3 separate regions of the Mus musculus genome follow, and all the other regions are linked to region 2. A link is a contact called in public HiChIP or PLAC-seq and Micro-C data. All regions are on one chromosome and are shown on one strand. The core of a region is the stretch at or near the end of the contact, and the rest is flanking DNA. Distances in the headings are between cores, read along the strand shown.

Region 1 (3,780 bases), core at 1,017-3,516, 1.0 Mb after region 2:
GCAGAACTGTGTGGAGCTGGCTTGGAGGTTTTATAAGCTCAAGTCTAGCCAGTGTGACAATCTCCTTCTGCTGCCTGTGGATCAAGACCTAAGAACTCTCAGCTCCTTCTCCTGCACCACGGCTGCCTACATGCTGCCACGGTTCCTGCCATGACAATACAGGACTAAACCCCTGAAGCTGTAAGCCAGCCCCAGTGAAATGCTGTCCTTTGTAAGCGTGGCTGTGGTCGTGATATCTCTTCACACCAATAGAAACCAAGCTAAGACATCAAAAGTCTTTCAAGCCTGCGGTTATGTTTAGCAGGTTACTTGGTGGAAATGGTAGGTCCGCACTGGTGGGGGTTCCTTACTTGGTCTGTGTGTTCTTAGTTTGAACTAAAGGAAGCCTCTCTGCTCAGTGGCCTTAAGTGTCACCCTTACTCGATGAAGACTGAAGCTACTACTAGATCTGCTTTCTGATCCCAATGCTACTGCTCAAGTCACTCAAGCGAGCTTGACCCCTCCTCCCCTTCCAGGAAGCAGCAGCCCACTCCAACCCTGCCCTCATGTCTAAGGATACCGACCCCATGACAGTGCACAGCTGGCAGGGGCCTCAGTCAGAACCCAGGACACCATTCCTTCATCTCCCGTCCTTCACCTTGGAAGGAGCCACAACCCAGGTAAAAGTCTCAAATAGAAAAAAAAAATAATAACGTTTATAAGCATCCATTACTAAGGAGTGAGCAAGGGGTAGCTAAGCTAAGACAGCGAAGCCGCTGGGGAAAGGGCTGTTTACAGAGCCAAGAGAATGGGAGAGCCCGGCTCGGGAGTTGGGACTCAGAAACAGGACAGTCTCAGTCTACTAGGAAGAAACTGCAAAATCCCCATACAGCTCCCGGAAGCTGAGACCGGGGCTAACAACCCTGGCAAGGACAAATGGGCTAGGAAGACAGGAACGTACCCAGCCCTCCTCTTTCCAGTACCTGACAAGTCTCCTCTGCCTCCATCTCTTCCAGTTCCTGGCCTCTCCCTGGAGTCCTGGCCTCCCCCTCAAAGTACTCCCGTTTGCCCACAAAGACATCTAGAGCTCTCTCCAAGGCCTTCATCTCATCAGGTCTCAGCTGGCACAAACTTCCTGAGCCCCACTGTCCTTGGGATGACATCCAAAATTGGTCACGAGGCTACAGGTTCCTCCTCTGTCCATACCGCAAGCCAGGCTCCCCCATTTGGGCCTGTACTATAAGCTCGCACAGCCAGGCCCAACAACCTAGCACATTCTCATGCAGTTTTTCCTATCTGTCTCCTCTTGGCGGGCTTGCCTCTACTCTCGAGTTGTGTAGAACCCCTTCCACCTCCTTCTACAGGGCAGGGATGGGCAACTGTGCCCGCTGGCTTTGGAGCCTGGGCGGGGTGGATTGGGTTCACGAAGCTCCTGTACCAGCAGGATAAAGCGCACATTCCTAGGCCTGGAGTTCTGCTCTGCATTCCACTTCCGCCAAGGCCCTCACTAGTACCCTTCAACGGGAATGCAGGAATGCACTCTGAACAGTACTTTCTCCACCACTCTGCAAAGCCGCTCCGCCCCACGCTAATCCTTTCCCCCTTGGCACTAGAGGGACACCTGATACCTCCATTGTTGCACCAGGCACCAGCCAGCGGCCGGTGAGAACTTACCTCAGGAACTGGGAGAGCCTCCGGAGTTCCCCGCCCCTCCCCGTCCAGCCCACTGTGACATCCAGGTACGTTGGTGTCTTTGCCCACCATCCTGTCCCGAGCCCGTGGCCTATCCTGCAACGTCGAGGGCGCAGGAGGAAGAGACCCAGCTGGACGCACAGGCCTCTGGGATCCATCCTACTTCCTTCGCCCTGCACCCCTCCACTGGGCTGAAAGGCCAAAGGTTGGGGCTGGGAGAGCGGCTGGAGCTCGGGCTTCTGGAATGTGGTTAAATGTTAACTATTCGGCTCTGGGACAGGACGCTGGGCAGCCGTACGCCCTTTCTCGCAACCCTGGGATAGCCAGCGCCAGAGAGAAGGGGGTCTGAATGCACAGGGTGGCGGAGATGCGCCGCCCCAGGCTGGGCCGGGGACAAAGGTGATCGCCCGTTCCTGGTTGCCCGATCCGGTGCGCCGGGACGGGTGGACGGAACGGGAGGGGCCGCGCGTAACCTCTGGGGCGGCGCTGCGGAGTCCAGCTCACCTGCTGAGGCTGGCCCGCCCTAACCTGGTTTCCGGGGGGCGGGGCGTCGCGGGGCGGGGCATCACGGGGGCGGGGCGCGCCGGGGCGGAGCGTGTCGCGGCAGACGTCAGGGGACCCGCCGCGCGAGGCCGCGGTCCGGCGCTCTGCCCGTGGGCTCGGCCGGGGCTGCCGCCAGCGTGCGGGCCGCGCCGGGCATGTCCTAGGCGGCGGCCCCGCCCAGCGCTCGGCCGGGCGGGCAGAGGGCCGGGCTGGGCCGGGCAGCGTCCGGGCGGGCGAGCCGCGGGCCTGGCGGGAGCACAGGTAGGACGCAGGAGGGGCCGCGCCAGCCCTGCGCCCACGGCGGCAGGGCCTCCAGCAGGGCACCTGCGTGCCTCCAGGCCACACCGGGGCGGGCGGGGCTGGACAAAAGCGGCGGTGAGGAAGGGGCTGGGCGAGGGCCCGGCACACCTGGCCCGGCCAGCGCTTGCCGATGCTGCCCATGTCTGCGCGCGCCCGGGAGGGGCCTCCTGGCACCGGCGACAAGGCCTGGCCCCGCGCATGTCTACGCGGCCTGCCGAGCTGGTAGACCTGGGCGCCCGGTCCCCGCCCGGGCAGGGCCAGCGCTGATTCAGGATACAACGCCGCTCCCTCCCCCTCTGGGCCTGGCGCGCCTGCCCGCCTCCCGGCCTCCTCCCGGGTGCCCGGTCCCCCCTCCTTCTGCGGTCCCTCCCTCCGTCTTCCTTCTCTTCTCTCCTTTCCCTTTAGCCGCCACCGTCTCCCTGCTTTCTCTGCCTCTGGGCTGTCCGCGGCCAGGAGGGGACCTCCTCCTGTCTGCTCCTTTCAGCCACGGGGCTGCTCCCTGCCTCCCACTGTCTCTCAGCATCTGCATCGCCACCTCCTCCTTCACCTTCGGGTGGTGGCTCTTCTGCTTGGCGCGGCTGAGGGGACAAGTTTGGGGTGTTTATTATTCTCCCTCCTAGCAACGATGGCCGGGCTAAGCCTAGCCCCAAACCTCCTACAGCAAGCCCTGGCTCAGAAGCCTTTCCAAGTTGGACTGGCGGTGGCAGTGGTCACCCCATGACCAGGCTCTGGGGGTTGGCCTCCCTCTCCTCTAAGGGTGTCCCCGTGCCTGCTGTCCACAGTGAGATGATGGCAGGCAGGTGATGTCAGAGTAGGAGACATCCAGGCTGGGTGGGGCTGGGAGGCTCAGTGACGCCCTGGGTCTGGGGCCTGGGGGGGGGGGGGGCTCCCTCCACAGCCCTGACACCTTTGCCAGTAGGATTGGGTCTTTCTGAGAGTTGGGGCTATGGATACCCAGTGAGGTCCTAGAGGCTGCAAGGGCATTGAAATCTTGCCCCTTTAGCCCTTGCCTCTCAAGCTGGGCCCTAAGGAAAGGGGACCTCAGAGCAGGGTATGGGTATGTTCCTGACCACCTGGAGCTGTTTTCTGGGGAGGCAGGTTTCTTTTCTCCATCTTCCTCCTGCTTCCTGAAGGAGTGCTGTGGGCCTTCACAGATGGACAGAGCCCTGTGTTCTTGCCTGCTGCTTACCCCGAAGGGACCCGAGACCTGGGTGAGCAGCCCAGTGTTGACGTCTCTGGGCATGGCTCCTGGGAAATGCAGGACAG
Region 2 (4,193 bases), core at 573-3,072:
GAGCATCCCACCAGAGGAAGCACGCCTCCGCCCGCTCAGTCTGCAGGGGTAGGAGCCCTGCCCGGACGGGTGCGGAGGCTTTTGCGTCATTGGCACCTGGCACGATCCCGGCGGAATAAGGGGGTGAGAAGGTGGAGAGAAAACAAGAAGCGCCGGCTCCCAGGAGGAGGGCGGAGAACAGACGCCAAAGAGACTGGTCACCACCCTTGAGTCCCTGGAGACTGCGGCCTCCCGCAGCGCAAGGACCACAGTCATCCGCAGAACCAAGGTCACCTGGGCGGAGGGAGGCACTGCACAAACTAGGAATTCAGGGCAGGCCCCACCTTCTAGGGACTGGGGGGGGGGGGGGGCTCGTACCATATGCCACGAGCATCCGGCCAGTCCCGGGCCATGCCGGAGGCCAGCAGCAGAGGCGACACAGGCTTATCGAAGAGGAAGTGGTCGTCAATGAGCTGCTGCTGCTCCGCCTCAGTCATGCTCTTGAGCGCGTAGTACCTGCCAGACAGGTCGCCATCTAGGCTGGACAGAGCTGCGGAGTGCAGAGTTCAAGGACAGGGTGGGCGGGCGAGCAAGCCCGCCGCCCCGCCTGCAGCAGTGTGTCCCCGCGGGCGAAGGTGGGTCTTCGACCCTCAGTCCCCAGTGGGAACGCGCGCGCAGAGAAGAGCGCAGCAGCTCTGGAGGCTGTTACCCGACCCCTACCTTCTACTGCCAGCTTCTCGATGGCGCGGCGCTCCCCGCGGCTGCAGTGCGGGGGGAGACAGAAGCCGCGGATGCTGCGGCCTGTGCGCACTCGCGAGCTCAGCACGTAGTTGGGGTCCAGGTCATCGCCACCCTGGGAATACAAGGTGGTGGCTAGAGTGAGCGCCGAGACCCCTCTCCCCAGCACGCCCGGACCCTGATTCCCCGCACCTGCAGGTTGTCTGGGTTGAGGTCGGTCTTGTGCTCATCACTGGGCTGGTAGCCGCCGTGCCGCTCCTCAATAATGGGGTCGAAGAGGTCCTTGAATACGTCGTAACTCTCCTCGTCGCCCGCCACTGCACCCACAGTCATGATGTACGGGTGGCCTGGAGGAGGGGCGCGGCGACAGTGACGTCACCGTCAGGCAGGAGCAAGCCGAGGCTCTTAAGGCTAAGCGCGGAGAGGGGAACAGGGGACCCCAGCCCACCGAAGGTTCAGGGAAGAGCAGTGGGATCCTTGCCCGGGGGGCTTCTTGGGGAGGCGGAAGCCTGACGCTACAGGGGTGTGCATACCCGGATTGTCTACGCCAGTCTGAATGGCGTCGTCCAAAGTAAAGCCGCTCGGCGTGCACTTGGCACGGAGCTCGGCGTACAGCTCCGGGGTCAGCACCTTGGCCATATGGTTGTTGTGGCTGCTCAGATCAGGGAACTCATCCTCGGCCGGGAAGCGCAGCTTCTGCGTATTATGGCTGTTGGAGAAGGGCATGGCGGCGGCAGCGGGCTGCAGGGAAGAGCGGGGTCAGAGGAGATTTAAACACCGGCCGCCAGGGACCTGCAAACCACTTGGGACCCCCGAGACTTTCCCTGGACGCCACCAAGGTCAGCGAGGTCTGCATCGTCAGAGTCCAGCGCATCCCAAGTTCCCGGGCGGGTCCGATGAGCGCTCCCGGCAGCGAGGCTGCGCGTGATGCCCCGGTCCCGCACCCCACAGCGTAGAGCCCCGCAGGACTATACCCCTGGCCCTTGGACCCGCTCACCGGGATGCCGGACGAAGCAGGGGCGATGGATGCCTGTGCTTGCAGCTCCTGGCGCAGCGCAGAAGAACGACGGCTGCTCGCTGCTCCCTGAGCTCTTAAGGGGCGCGTCGCCGGCCTCCCATTGGCGGCTATTTATAGCCCATTCATTCCATTGGTCCGCGCTTTGGGGTGGTGCCGCCGCTTTGTCCGAGGCAGCAGCCCTTGACACCCCCAGCGGCCCACCCTAGCGGTCCCCAAGTCTCGACCCCGCTGCGCAGTTTGGCCACCCCGGTGGTGCTCGCACAGGATCCCTAAGACGAAACCCCAGAGCCATAGATATCCTAGACCTGCTTCACACACACTGCCGGGGGCAGGAAACTGAGTCTGGGAAGCCAGATGGCACTTGAGGCTCCTGCCTTCCCTGTCTCCTCAGGCCGACTGCGTTGTAGAGAGGGTCATGGTGAGAGTCCAGGTTTTTAACATTGGGTACAGCATCCAAACACCGCATCCAGGCCATATCCTCAAGAGCCACAGAGCCGCCGACCTTCCTCAAGGTGCCTGCGGGCATCTCCTGGGTGTTCTTGGTGCAACACCAGAGGCGCAGTCTGGCTGAGGTCCCGCCCGGAAGCACCCAGGGTGTTCTGACCTTGGGCGGGCTCTAAGGAACACCGCCAAGACCCTTGGACCCAGACCCTGAAAGATTCAAGACATTTAGTTCCTAGAGACTGTTTTTGAATCTCCAAATTCTCATCTCCTGTCCCTTTTCTCGGGGGACCGGTTTCTACCACCGCACCCACAAAGAACTCCCCAACACCGGCAGGCAAACTGGGGGTGGAGGAAGCACCAGTCAAAATTAAGCTCATTAATCAGATCCAACACATTGAAACAGTCTCTCTCCCCGTGCCACCCCCCCCCACACACACACACAGGGGAAACCTGGAATTTGACCACAGCCAGTGCCAGGTGTGAATTGGAATGTGTGAAGATAGGCGTTCGCACCTTGCCTGCTGCAGCTGCCAGCAGCTTCATCTTTTTCTGGAAAGTAATTTGGCAGTATTTGTTAAAAAATTTTTAAATTGCTCTATGACCTAGCATTCCCACTTCTAGGAATGCAGCCTACAGAAAGACGGTGTCCCTTCTCTACAAACAGATCAGGAAACGTGTAGAGGGAGAAAGTTTGGATTCGATCTGATGCTCATTAGGGAATGGTCGTGGGTAGAAAAGTGTGGTAGATGGTGCAGTTGATACAAATAGAGAGGTGAGGTCCTGCGTGGCGGCACACCCTTTCTTTTTTTCTTTTTCTTTTTTGGTTTGTTTGTTTGTTTAAGACAGGGTTTCTCTGTGTAGCCCTGGCTGTCCTGGAACTCACTCTGTAGACCAGGCTGGCCTCGAACTCAGAAATTCGCCTGCCTCTGCCTCACAAGTGCTGGGATTAAAGGCATGGGCCACCACGTCCAGCTGCAGCACACCCTTTCAATCCAAGCACGAGGAAGGCAGAGACAAGCAGATCTCTGTGAGATCCCTCAGGCAGATCCTTCCTCTAAAAAGAGAGTCCAGAACAGCCCTGTCTCAAAAAAAAATCAGTATCTGTGCTTTCATATTTAATGTTCACTCACAGCCACTCACTCACTCCTGGGCTAATAAAGCAAGAACAAGAGAAGCCTTCATCCTTGCATGTTTGACAGAATATCTTCAGTCATTTGTCTTTGACAGTTTCTCTCTCTAGCCTTGGAACTCACTTTGTAGACCAAGCAGGTCTCAGAGCTCTGCCTGCCTCTGTTTATCCACTTGTGGACTTAAAGGCATGCTCCATCCTGCTCTGAGGGATTGCAGTCCAAAGCCTAGCTTCAGAGAACTAATGGCACACTTACGCCCCAGAGGAAAAGAAGCTGAAGATGGCTTTGAGGGAGACTGCTCCCCCTGAGCCTCCAGCCACACATGAGGTGCTAGATGCAAGGAACGTGCAACAAAAAGTGCACAGGAGGCACAGGGACCCTGCCTTTCTGTGGAGGCAGGCTGCCTGGAGGAGCGAACTGTGTGAGGTATGACAGGAATTCCAGGCTGAGATAGAATGTGCAGGTGCCTGGGGAGAAGACTGGAGTGAAGAACTCGGGGCAGAAAGACTGCCTGCCTGCCTCTGCCTGGGTAGAGTTGAAAAGTCACCTCTGTTCTGTCCCCAGGGCTACTACAGAGACTCCTCCTGTTTTTCACTCACCTTGGCCAGCTTTAACCTATTGTGTTTTGAGACAAGATCCCATAAACCAGGCTCTTTCTGTCTCAGCATCCCAAGTTCTAATATGGGACTGAACCACTATGCCCAGGTCAAGCCACTTGGGGGGGGGGGTTCAAGACAGGGTTTCTCAGTATAGCCCTGGCTATCCTGGAACTCACTTTGTAGACCAGGCTGGCCTCGAACTCAGAAATCCGCCTGCCTCTGCCTCCTGAGTGCTGGGATTAAAAGTGTACGCCACCATGCCCGGCTCAAGTCACTATTTTGTAA
Region 3 (3,767 bases), core at 484-2,983, 1.0 Mb after region 2:
AGAGGGACACCTAGGTATCCTTCAAATATCCCCAAGTCTGGACATTCTGGGAAAGTGCACCTGAACAGCCCTTGACCAGCAAGCCTGTGTTGTCCCTCCACCTGGAGTTCATGTGGACAATCCCCAGGAAAAGACTGGAAGGCCGCCGTGGAATAGATCCCAACTAGGGTCTACTACAGCTGACTGGCAACCCCCTATGTCATCTCTCTAGCCCAGAAGACACAAGCTGGCACCCAGAGTCTCTGTCACTTTGCCTTGTATGAAGCTAAATGTGGAACAAAAGGGAGGCCGGCTGCTATGTGTCAAATGCCAAATGCCAAAGTAGGAAAGACCACACCTGGCCCAAGAAGGAAAGAGCCCTTCCCTCAGCAAGCAGGTGGCGACTAAAAGCCAGAACGAAAAAGATAAGCCAAGAAGAAATCCCAGCTCAGTGACTGTCAGAGTGGGTGTGGCCTGGAGGCAGAGGGCTGTACTGCAAGATCTCTCTCGGTGGATGTCCCCTACCCCCACCCAGCCCCAAGGTCTGCTGATGACAGTCAGCTGTCCAGAGCCGTGTAAAAATAAATTCATACACACGGAGTGAAGAAACACAGCCATGTTAACGCCAATGTCCACATCAAGCCGACTTAAGCATGGGACACTCTTCCCACCATGCCATGCCGTAAGGGCATATGGTTGCTATTGTTAAGTCTTAAGAGTTCAGCCCCTCTGGGACACTGGCCCGTGAGCCACACGCCCAGCTGGGGCCCCACCAAGGCGACTCGCCCTTCACTTTAGTGATGGCTCTAGGCAGTCAAGGCTAGCCACCTGGAGCAAGACCAGGGGCCTGGGGGAAGGAGGAGTTTGGCCACACAGCAGAGGCCCAAGGTTCCACCACCGCCCAACTTAGAAACCAGTCCTCTTTAGACAATTCCATCAGCTCAGCCAGTATCCCGGATCCGGGAGACCGAGTCCACGCCGTCCTCAAGGCCCCCCCCCCCCCCGGCACCTCCAGAAACCACCTAGTCCAGGAAGCAGCTTCCGGGCCCAGGAGGGTTAGCAGTCCTTTGTGGGCTAGCCTGGGCACTGTGCCACCGCGCACAACTTTCTGTCCGTGGGAAATGAGTTCTCCTTCCCAGGGCCCTCCCACCGCACGCAGGCCGCGGGGCGAGCCTTTCTCCTACCCTCGCTGGCCGAGTGCCCGGGCAGCCCCAGGCCCCAGGGCGCACCGGCCCCCACTGCGCACACCAACAGCGCCCCTCTCCCGCGACCTGGCCCCGTGGAGCGGCCACCCAAGGTCACGCAGCGGCCGCCCGCACCCTCGCCGGCGTGGGCCTCCTGCGCGACCAGCCCGGCCCCGCGCGCTCCCCGCCCAGGCCTCCGCTCGGCCACTTCCTGCTCCTACTCCGAGGCGCGGCGCGGCCGGGAACAAAGCGGGGTGGCCGCGGCCCGGAACAGGGCGCGGCGCGGGCACTCACCGGGCCGCCGCGTGCGGGCGACTGGGCCTAGCCGGGCCGCGGCCTCGGGCGCCCGCCGCTCCGCATCCCGCGGGCGGGCGCTGGGCGGGGCCGGCTGAAGGCAGCGGCGTCCGGGCGCGCGCTGCTGGCCGGATCTGGGCCGCCGCGGTGCCGGCCACAGGACGCTGCTCGGTCCGCTCCGCTGGTCCCGGACTCGCGTGCGCTGCCGCGCTGGGCCGGCCGCCCGCCGACTCGGTGCTGCCGCCGCCGCCGCCGGCCCGCCTTCTCCCCGCCCCGCGCCCGCGCCGCCCGCCCACATCCGCCTCCGCCGCCCCGGGCGCCCCCGGCGCGGCCCGCGGCCAGGGCGAGGCACCCCGTGAGCGCGAGCGCGGCCCCGCAGGCGCCGCCCTCGGGTGGCCCCGAGCCAGGGCCACGCGGGTAACGGAGCCCCGCCGCAGATCCAGAGCTCCAGCTCTGGTCTGGGTTTCCCGGTTTGTGGGACCTGGCCCTTCCCTGCCTAGCTCTCCAGACCCCAAGGAGGGAGGCCAGCGTGGGAAGTGAATCAGTTTGACTCTCAAGAGGCCCAACTGTCCCCATCTTGGGAGCCGGGAGAGACCGGTCACCGGTGTCCTAAAGGCCAGCCAACACAAGAAAGAAGGCTATTGAGGGCTCATCCAACCCAGTACTGCCTGCCACAGCAACTGATAAGGACTCCCCAGGTGACAGGGAGGACGGGAGCACACCTGGACACCCAGAGGGGGCAGATTCAGGGGTAGGACTCAGTCAGCCAAGACCTTGCTGTGGACTCAGATGGGTGAGGCTTGGGGGGCGGTTCCTTATGGTGTCCCGGAATTGAAGAGTCAAGGTGGTTCCTGCCTCTTATCCATCCTCAGTCCTTCCCCCTTCGGCCAGCCTCAGCAGTTCCTGCGCAGGGCCCCTCCCTCGTCCCAGAAGCCCGACTTGATAGTAACCCTTTTGTGAATTTACCTTCATGTGTTTGGTATTTTTAACCAGGGGGCATTTTTTGTTTTTCATACAAGGGTCAGAGTTCACCAGGAGTGTAAACAAGAGGGTAGATTTAGTAGTCCACGCTATCGCCCAGGATGGAAATCGGAGCTCCTTCTCGGGCTCCTGGGGCTGACCTGGGAAGCACACCCCACTCCCGGAGAAGAACTCACTCTCCTCTCAGCCACGCCCCATACCCTTCAGACGGGGATGGGGATGGGGGGCTCTGTTCTGTGCCCTATCTGCTGCACAGCTGCCCCAGCTCAGAGAGCCTCCAGGGCGCTAAGTCAGAGGCTCAGCAGCAGTTCTGTTCTGCTCCAGCAGTATCCCTGACCCTGAGAGTGGCCTTCAGAGGCTGAGAGTCACACAAATATCCATCACTCGCCCAGCAAACCTTCACCCCAGGCCCCCAACTCCTCCTCTCCTACTTCCCCCATCCCGTTGCTACACAGTTAGAGCCAGCAGGGCGCCCTCTTGTGGAACACAGCAATTTCTGGCTGTTCTCTAGTGACCCTTCTCACTCGGATGCTCTTCCTGGAAGCCACTGTTGGAGACAGCTCCTACCTGTGGTGAGCCCTGTTTCTATGCAGTAACCAGTCCCGCCTCCCTTCTTTGTGTCTCTATCTTCCCCCGAGTCCGGAGTGGGTTGGGGGATAGGCGACTCCTTCTGGGTCCACACTTTGGCAACACCTCTTTGGGCCTCCTAGACAGAGCCACAAGGTGAGTAAGGTCCGCCTTACTGAGACTTGCCACTGGCCTGCTCTGCAGCCATGCTCTCCAACAAAAACTGGTCCCGGGGGCTGGCGAGATGGCTCAGCGGGTAAGATGACTGCTCTTCCGAAGGTCCTGAGTTCAAATCCCAGCAACCACGTGGTGGCTCACAACCACCCGTAATGAGATCTGACGCCCCCTTCTGGTGCGTCTGAAGACAGCTACAGTACTTATGTATAATAATAAATAAATCTTCAAAAAAAAAAAAACCAAAAACCAAAAACAAACAAACCAACCTGTGGTTCCTGACCCTCTTCCCCCCTCACAGAGGTCTTCCCCCCTCTCTCACAGAGGTCTTCCTCCCTCTCATCCCTGGCAGCTTGGTAGGATGCAGGCACTATCCTGAGCTAAGAGGTCTGGGCATCAGCTACATAGTGAGATATGCTCTTGAGACAGCTCCCAAGTTAGATGGCACCCGAAATCTAGAGAGGTTCTGCCTGTAGCAGCCGGACTGTGGCTCTGTGATAGCCTCTGTCATCTATATGCCAGTAGAGAGGCATCTCGGAGTGGCAGGTGTCAGGGTTCTCAGCACAGATGGTGGACCAGTCTGAGGAA

The links. A called contact is a pair of places that touch in the nucleus more often than the background predicts. HiChIP or PLAC-seq counts read pairs in DNA pulled down with a chosen protein or histone mark.
Region 1: a contact with region 2 is called in a Micro-C map of embryonic stem cells, with 2.6 times the contacts expected there. The contact joins the promoter of Cep170b here to the promoter of Ckb in region 2.
Region 3: a FOXA1 HiChIP or PLAC-seq map of pancreatic cancer cells shows a contact between it and region 2. The contact joins the promoter of Akt1 here to the promoter of Ckb in region 2. A contact is called at or near these places in 2 of 39 promoter capture datasets (liver and pre-B cells), 1 of 484 Hi-C or Micro-C datasets (uterus), 4 of 115 datasets of contacts at active chromatin or transcription factors (astrocytes, extraembryonic endoderm stem cells, pancreatic cancer cells and 1 more) and 1 of 9 other capture datasets (macrophages).

Annotation. Positions count from the first base shown.
Region 1 is chr12:112,719,908-112,723,687 of GRCm38.p6, forward strand. It overlaps Cep170b (centrosomal protein 170B), which reads left to right and starts at 2,267. Exons shown (of 19, transcript NM_001024602.3): 1 at 2,267-2,475. Gm46382 (proline-rich extensin-like protein EPR1) reads right to left here and starts at 2,259. Exons shown (of 2, transcript XM_017315329.2): 1 at 1,654-2,259.
Region 2 is chr12:111,670,516-111,674,708 of GRCm38.p6, forward strand. Ckb (creatine kinase, brain) reads right to left here and starts at 1,823. Exons shown (of 8, transcript NM_021273.4): 1 at 1,715-1,823; 2 at 1,251-1,458; 3 at 910-1,064; 4 at 700-832; 5 at 358-529. The coding sequence starts at 1,443.
Region 3 is chr12:112,672,543-112,676,309 of GRCm38.p6, forward strand. It overlaps Akt1 (thymoma viral proto-oncogene 1), which reads right to left and starts at 1,734. Exons shown (of 14, transcript NM_009652.3): 1 at 1,458-1,734. Gm30150 (a long non-coding RNA gene) reads left to right here and starts at 1,934. Exons shown (of 3, transcript XR_381988.3): 1 at 1,934-2,155; 2 at 2,477-3,010; 3 at 3,149-3,428.